Regions from separate parts of the Ovis canadensis genome. Here region 1 is linked to region 2. A link is a contact called in public Hi-C data. All regions are on one chromosome and are shown on one strand. Each heading gives the region's core, a stretch centred on a gene start, on an enhancer-like site or on the middle of the called end of the contact. The rest is flanking DNA. Distances are from core to core; before and after follow the strand shown. Region 1 has its middle 4.7 kb from the start of TRNAC-GCA. Region 2 holds the start of CLUL1 (clusterin like 1).

Region 1 (4,044 bases), core at 57-2,556, 160 kb after region 2:
TGTGCCTTGTGCTCAATTGTGTCTGACTCTTTGTGGCCCCATGGACTGTAGCCCACCAGGCTCTTCTGTCCATGGAAATTTCCAGGCAAAAATAGTGGAGTGGGTTGCCATTTCCTCCTGTAGGAGATCTTCTCCACCCAGGGATCGAACCCACGTCTCCTGTGTCTCCTGCATTATGGGCAGATTCTTAATCTGCTGAGCCACTGGGGAAACCCTACCTCCTACCTATATATCAACTATCATCCTCTTGTGTATTTCCAGCTTCTCCTCCTGAACCTATAGTCAGTCATGTGTAAGTGATTCCCATCTTCAAAGAAAGACGGAAACTCGATCCTATTCTCCACTTCAGTCACTGTCGGCAAGGAATTCTCCACTCCTGGTCTGAGTCGACCCTCCTAACAGGGCAGGTGTGTTAATCTTTCTGCACCTCCACATAGGAGAATAATTCCCTATATGATAGTCATAAAACTTCCAACTCAGTCATGCTAGGGAGACTATTCTGCTACAATGACCATGGCCCGATTCAGCAGCTGATTTTCTGACCTCTCTTACATACTCGTGTGTAATGATGCCAGAACAACCAGATCCTCCCCTGTGATTTCCTTTCCTGAACATCCTGAGATCATTTGCTCTACTAATTACATGTCTCAGAGGAGTGATCTAACTTTTCCTGTCGTTTTTTAGTTGCTAAGTTGTGTCCAATTCTTATTCAATCCCATGAACTGTAGCCCACCAGGCTCCTTTGTCCATGGGATTTCCCAGGCAGGAATACTGGAGTGGGTTGCTATTTCCTCCATCAGGAGATCCTCCTGACTGAGGGATTGAACCCACGTCTCCCGCTGGCAGGCGGATTTTTTACCACTGAGCCACCTGGGAATTCATCGCCTGATGATTAACTTCCTCTTTTGTGACGAGATAGGAAGGGAAGCAAGGAAAAATCCCAACCTCTCAACTCCCTCAGAGGCTTTCATAAGATGTGTTTACAAAGGGACGATTTTAGAACACCAAACCAAGCCAAACAAAATCCTAGGGCCACAGTTTTCAATCCTTTTCTTGGTCACTCGTCTGAAGAAGTAAGTGGTGCTGGTTGGCGTGACCAGCATGGCCTCCGTTAACATCGAAACATGAGAGTTCTCCTGATCTATGTTTCTGGCTAGTCCTGCTTGAACACGTACACCTCTTACTGCTGTGCGCTTAGAACTTCGGATCTGGAACAAATGTGATGACCAACCGGGCCCTCATTAGCTTGCTTAATCATGTTAGGAAATTCAGGCACTGGGATGCACACTCGCCCCTATAAGTCTCAGCCACAGGAAGCGTGGGGTGGAGATTGCTTTCCTGGGGCCCATTACTCAGAGAATGCTTGCCTGCACCAAATGGAAACCATCTGGCCAAGTGAATTTATTGTCACGAGCTAATCACACTGTATATTTTCATGTAGATTTAAAGGGCTAGGTTTTTTTTGGGGGAAAAGTTTGGCACTTTAAACCACTTAAGCCATTAAAAAAAATTAATTTCAGTTTGAGACAGATATTTTATTTTATATTTTTGGCTATGCCAACAGCCTGTGGGATCTTAGTTCCTCGTCTAGGGACTGAACCGTCGCCCTCGGCAGTGAAAGCACCAAGTCCTGACCACTGGACTGCCAGGGAATTCCTGAGGTAGGTATTTCAGATCAAATTAAAAGTGATCATTTTCCTTTATAAGTATGTTCGGTCCCTCAATATTGTTGCTTTTCAAAAGTGTGTCTGACTGTTCTTAACCCAAATAGTAAGATAATGATGATAAAAATGCGAAGGAGAAGTAGACATCTTTTCAATCCCATGAGTAAACTTTCCAGCCAGTGTTTCTGGCAGAGGATTCCATTTTGTATAGTAAAAAGATTTTAGACAATCTGGAAACAGCCTAGATTGCTTGATGTAATAATAGCTATCAGTTATTAAGCATACAGAGGCTTCCAGGTGGTGCTTGTGGTAAAGAATCTGTCTGCCAGTGCAGGAGGTGCAAGAGTCACAGATTTGATCCCTGGGTGGGGAAGATCACCTGGAGAAGGGCCTGGCAACCCACTCCAGTATTCTTGCCTGGAGAATCTCACGGACAGAGGAGCCTGGTGGGATACAGTCACGGGGTTGCAAAGAGTCAGACACGACGGAAGGAGCACACACACACACACACACACACACACAACAACAGAAGGAGCACACACACACACACACATTAAGCACAGAACACAGGCTCTGCTACATATATGTGCTGAGTGTTTTACCTGAGCTATAGCTCATTTAATCCGTACACAGACTTCCCTGGTGGCTCAGAGGTTAAAGTGTCTGCCTGGAATGCAGGAGACCAGGGTTCGATCCCTGGGTCGGGAAGATCCCCTGGAGAAGGAAATGGCAACCCACTCCAGTACTCTTGCCTGGAAAATCCCATGGAGGGAGGAGCCTGATAGGCTACAGTCCATGGGGTCACAAAGAGTCAGACACGACTGAGCGACTTCACTTTCACTTTCACTTTCAGTAAATACAGAGTAGTTAGCAGTTTTATCTTACAGGTAAAGACACTACAGTTTGAAGGTGCAGAGTTCTTTGCTTCCTGCATGATGGGTGAAAACCCAGATCGGTCCAGATTCTAAAGTCTCTTCCTGGGAGCGTCTTAGATGCAGAATCTCAGGGCCCCTCCAAGCCCCAACCTGTTGCGTTTTAATAAGACTCCCAGGTGAATAGTGTATACGCTGTGTGTGTGTGTGTTAGCTTCTACAGTCGTGTCTGACTCTTCTCGACCGTATGGACTGTAGCCTGCCAGGCTTCTCTATCTAAAGGATTCTTCCGGCAAGAATACTAGAGGGTTGCCATTTCCTCCTCCAGGGGATCTTCCCCACCCAGGGATTGAACCCACGTCTCCTGCATTGTAAGCAGATTCTTATACCCACTGAGGCATCAGGGAAGCCCAGTATGCCCATTAATGTTTGGGGTTAGATTACACAGCGATTTGAGAAGATATCTGAGACCTCCCTCCTCTGTCCCCCACCCCCAATTTTCTTCATCAATCTGTTAAAATAACCAAAAAAAAATTTTTTTTTTAATTTAGTTACTGCTGCTGCTATTTAGTTGCTAAGGTATGTTGGACTCTTTTTCGACCCCCATGGACTGTAGCTTGCCAGGCTCCTCTGTTCATAGGATTTTATAGGCAAGAATACTGGAGTGGGTTGCCATTTCCTTCTCCAGGGGATCTTCCTGACCCGGGGATTGAACCCACATCTCCTGCATTAGGCAGGCGGGTTCTTTACCGCTGAGCCCGCTGGGAAGTCCCCTGCTTAATTGCTATCACTCACCAATACTTCACAAACACTGTCACATTTAAGCCTCATACCAAGCTCATAGTATCAATACTATCGTTCCTGCTGCTGCTGCTGCTAAGTCGCTTCAGTTGTGTCCGTCTCTGTGCGACCCCATAGACGGAAGCCCACCAGGCTCCCCCGTCCCTAGGACTCTCCAGGCAAGAACATCATTCCTACTCATAGGCAAAGAAATTGAGTCTTAAGGAGATCAGAGAGCTGATATAAGAATTGGAAAAGTACTATAAATATGCTCAGGTGAAATTAAAGTTCAAAATGGTATAAAATATTGCTTCTTCTGATTTCCCTTTTAACTAATATATCATAATAAAAAAGCTAAAAATTGTAGCTATTTGTAGAGTGCTCACAATTTGCTCAGCACTACAGTAAGTGCCTTATTTGACCTAAATATGTGAAACTATTATGTAAATGAATTTATTCTCTCTGACACATGGACCAATACCATAAAACCATTTGGCTTGTTTAATCACAACTTTATGGGGGCCTCCCTGGTGGTTCAGTGGTAAAGAACCTGCCTGCCAATGCAGGAGACACTGGTTTGATCCCTAGGTTGGGAAGATCTCCTGGAGGAGGAAGTGGCAACCCATTCCAGAATTCTTGCCTGGGAAATCCCATGGACAGAGAAGCCTAGCGGGCTACAGTCCATGGGGTCCCAGAGTTGGACAGGACTTAGGGACTAAACAACAACA
Region 2 (4,213 bases), core at 635-3,134:
AGAGTTCCCTGTGCAATACAGTAGGTCCTTATTAGTTATCTCAAAATGTTTTATCTAAGCATTTTCTTACTGTTTTTCATATTGTTCCTTACATTTCCAACAAAGAAATTTGTTTGACCTGTATACAAAGAGGTGTGTGTGCGTGTGTGTGTGCGCGCGCGTGTGTGTGTGCGCGTGTGTGTGTGCGCGCGCGTGTGTGTGCGCGTGTGTGTGCGTGTGTGCGCATGTGTGTGTGCGTGTGTGTGCGCGTGTGTGCGCGTGTGTGCGCGTGCGCGCGTGCACATACATGTGTGCTCAGTCATGTCTGACTCTTTGAAACGTCAAGGACTGTAGCCTGCCGGGCTCCACTGTCCATGGAATTTTCCAGGCAAGAATACTGGAGTGGGTAGCCATTTCCTCCTCCAGGGGACTTTCTCAACCCAAGAATGGAACCAGCGTCTCCTGCATTGGCAGGCGGATTCTTTGCCACTGAACCACCTGGGAAGCCTGTGTAAGAAGATATATAGAAAAAATTTCAAATTAAAAAAATATTTCTAAGGCTTCAATGAGTCTTATCAAATATATCTGTGTATGCTTGTTTCGGCAACACAGATACAAACACTGGGACAATACAGAGGCCTGGCCCCTGTACAAGGATGACACCCAAATGTATGAAGAATTCCGTATTAAAAAAAATTGTGTAAAATAAAGTAGCTCAAGATCACTGTTTCTGATCGTGTAGACAGCCCGCCCTCTAGTGTTTCTTTCAAAACCCTACCACATTCTAAACCATACTCTTAATCTCACAATGTTAGGTTAATAGGATTAAGAGCTGTGTCATCAAATTAATAGAACAAGGTTAAATCCCTGACACAGACAAACATTAAATCAGAGGAAAGTGAAGGTCCTTGCAGAAGCTGGTGGCAACCTCACTGGGGAGAGCCTGCAAAATTAGTGGTAAATATGTTAAAATTTTATTTGGTAAATAGGGTCTTGATCCCTGGGAGAAGGGAATGGCTCCTGACTCCTGTATTCCTGCCTGGAGAATCCTTTGGGCAGAGGAACCTGGTGGGCTACAGTCCACGGGGTCACAAAGCGTTGTACACAAATGAACGACCAACACTAAACTGAAAGGGTCTTAACAAAAAGAGAAGAATTAGCTGAAATGATAATTCTAGATGTAAAATATGATAGCTTTGTAACTACTAGTATTTTAAAGACATTCCAAATGTAGATTAAATAATATAGGGTTGGTTTTTTATTCCAAAATAACAAATATATATAAAAAATATAAACATCCTTTTTGGGGGGAGTTAAGATAATCTAGAGATATAACTGTGAAAGCATATGTTTTTTATTGGGAATGTTTACAACTAATTATATAAAAGGAAATTTATTATCTGAGAAGAAAAAAATTTGTGTGTGATTCATTTATCTGATGGCTTTTATAAGATATATGAGAAAAATCTTGCTTTCACAAAAAAATAAGTTAAACATCTAGTTTAAAAATTACTTATGGTCTCAGAATTCTGGAGAAAAAACAATCCCCTCTGACATAGCTAATTCTGTGTTTGGGGTTGTTTAATAAAATAAAGTTTGGATTCTATGGGGCTGGGATCCATACTTTAGGTTGCCGTAAATTTCAAATGCTTCAGATGAAGACCTTATTTAACTGCCATGAAGAATTCAAACAAAAGAGGGATTTGGGTTGTCTTTTCAAAGAATTTATTTAGATTTCAAGTTTCCTTATGTCCCAACCATATCAACATACATTGTCTAAAGTCATAAAGAAAAATCGACAGAAAAATGCTTTGGCTCACCAAGTGTTTTCAACTGATGCCAACAGAAACTAAACCGAAGGCATCTGACACAGGTTTATCCTTCCTTCACAGTCACGGCGGAAAGATGAAGCTGCCACTCTTGCTGTTTATCGTGTATCTGCTGCGGCTGAAAGACTGTCTCTGTGCGCCTACTGGGAAGGACCGAATTTCTACCCATGAAGACCCGAAGGGTAATGTTTGGTCTCTTTATCTTCACGGTGTCCCGTCTGCCTGTTTCCATGTCCTCCTGGCACTTACTGTGATTTACAGGCGAGAGATAACCGCATTCAGAACGCCCTCTAGTTTCACAGGGAGACGTTCTCCAGGCTCTTAAGCCAAGTAGACAAGACGCCAAACATCTGGATTAAAAATAGAAAATTCCAATTGTGTCTCTGAGAATGCTTCACAGTTCCAGATGTTCGGCATCGCAGAGATGAAACTTGCCAGCGTCTTAGGCTGCACCGCTTGGGTTCATCCAGATGTTTGGTGTCCTCTGAGCACGGTTTTAACGAACAGTGAAATTCTTTGCTAGCATTTGAAACATTTAAACAATTAAAGTCATCCATGCAATTATTCGTGGGACTGTGGAAGGATGGGTTGGAGTGACATCGAATCTGTTGGTTTGTGCTCATACTTGGAACCTTTGTTTGACGAGATACGCTTTGGGTGCCTATCTTAGAAAAATAAATTAGTTTAAATGTTCCTTTTGGGGATCTGTAAATAAATTTGGAGGCCAGGTTAAGCTCCTTTGGCGGCCGCGTTGGCTATTGTGAAAAGAGTATGACAAACGATGAATTTCATACTCACTAAAGGCTTACTAAAGGGGTGTTAGAGACATCCCGGAGGTTATTAAAGAATCTTGCATTATACCAGATACTTTCTAGGTTTGATGCCTTCTGGGAAGGTAATTGAAACTGAAAGAAAGGGAAATTGTTCCTCTGTTTGAGGTTCCCAGTTGGGTATTTAATATAAATTGTCTGTGAAGAAAATTCAATGTTTTCTTCTAATATAAAGGAAAAAAAATAAAGGAAGGAAAAAAAATTGGATAAATGAAAACAGGCTCTGAGGAGAATGATAAGATGGGGTTAAATGAACTCTGACTTGGCTGGAAGCTCAGAAGTGAAGAACAGAAGGTATTTCCCTTAAGAGGGGGTGGGGGGCGGGGGGTGGGTAGCCCCCTCCATGTGGTAGCTGATAGCCCAAGCATGGTGATCTGCTTTTGGAGTCTGATGCAATAAAAAAACAATTAAGCCTCTACTGGGGGGGACACGAAAAACTGGTAAACTCATTGTATTCTTTCTATTATTATTATTATAAAACTTTAAACTTTTTATTTTGTATTGGGGTATAACTGATTAACAATGCTGTGGTATTTTCAGATGAACAGCAAATGGACTCAGCCATGTATATACATGCATCTATTCTCCCCCAAACCCCCCACCCATCCAGTCTGTCACCTAACATTGAGCAGAGTTCCATGTGCTGTACAGTAGGTCTTTGTTGATTATCCACTTTAAATATAGCAGTGTGTACCTGACCTTCCCAAACTCCCTAACTGTCCCTTCCGCTGGCAACCATGAGTTCGTTTTCTAAGTCTGTGAGTCTCTTTCTGTTTTATAAGTTCACTTGTATTATTTCTCTTTGGACTCCACATGTAAGGGATGTCCACATGATATTTTTCCTCTATCTGACTTACTTCACTCAGTGTGACACTCTCTAGGTCCATCCATATAGCTGCAAATGGCGTTTCATTCTTTTTAATGGCTGGAACTCATTGCATTCTGATACACTATAATCTGATCAGATCTTAAAGGAAAAAACTACAACATAATCTTTTAGGTTTTTCCAAGGCTGGGGAGATAGAAGTAGATGAAGAGGTGAAGAAGGCTTTGATTGGCATGAAGCAGATGAAAATCCTGATGGAAAGAAGAGAGGAGGAACATAGCAAACTAATGAGAACCCTGAAGAAATGCAGAGAAGAAAAGCAGGTACAGTCATTGAAAATCATACCTGTCCTGGGACATCCGATGGTAAAGATGCCTCACTTCCAATGCTGGGGCCACGGGTTTGATCCCTGGTCAGGGAACTAAGATACCGCATGCTGAACAGTGCAGCCTAAAAAAAAAAACAAAAACTGTATAACTGTTCAGAAATATGTCTAGACCATAAATAGTGCACATCTGAATGCAGTGGAGAAATTATTTATTTACCCTAATCATAGTTTTTCTGGAAATAGTATTTATTTACCCTAATCATAGTTTTTCTGGAAATCCACCCTATTGGAGGAAGACTTTGAAGGAAATGTCAAATTTCTTCAAAGAACATATTTCTTGTAGATTAAGCCTTTGAAAGACTCCAAACTCAGGTGTTTGGAGGATTCAATGCTATTTGGGAAATGCTACTTTTTAAAAACT

Evidence for each region. A called contact is a pair of places that touch in the nucleus more often than the background predicts.
Region 1: a contact with region 2 is called in a Hi-C map of fibroblasts, with 4 times the contacts expected there. The contact joins the enhancer-like site here to the promoter of CLUL1 in region 2. A contact is called at or near these places in 2 of 2 Hi-C or Micro-C datasets (fibroblasts and lung).

The regions. Positions count from the first base shown.
Region 1 is chr23:49,374,300-49,378,343 of ARS-UI_OviCan_v2, forward strand. No RefSeq gene overlaps it. Among named protein-coding and RNA genes, the nearest start is that of TRNAC-GCA, 4.7 kb to the right of the region's middle. Within about 2 kb of position 1,307, the one cell type or tissue checked has open chromatin away from gene starts, as enhancers often do. A contact at or near this core is called in fibroblasts, where this site is marked.
Region 2 is chr23:49,216,332-49,220,544 of ARS-UI_OviCan_v2, forward strand. CLUL1 (clusterin like 1) reads left to right here and starts at 1,885. Exons shown (of 7, transcript XM_069568917.1): 1 at 1,885-1,990; 2 at 3,639-3,787. The coding sequence starts at 1,885. It overlaps LOC138428570 (U6 spliceosomal RNA), which reads left to right and starts at 567; the gene lies at 567-670.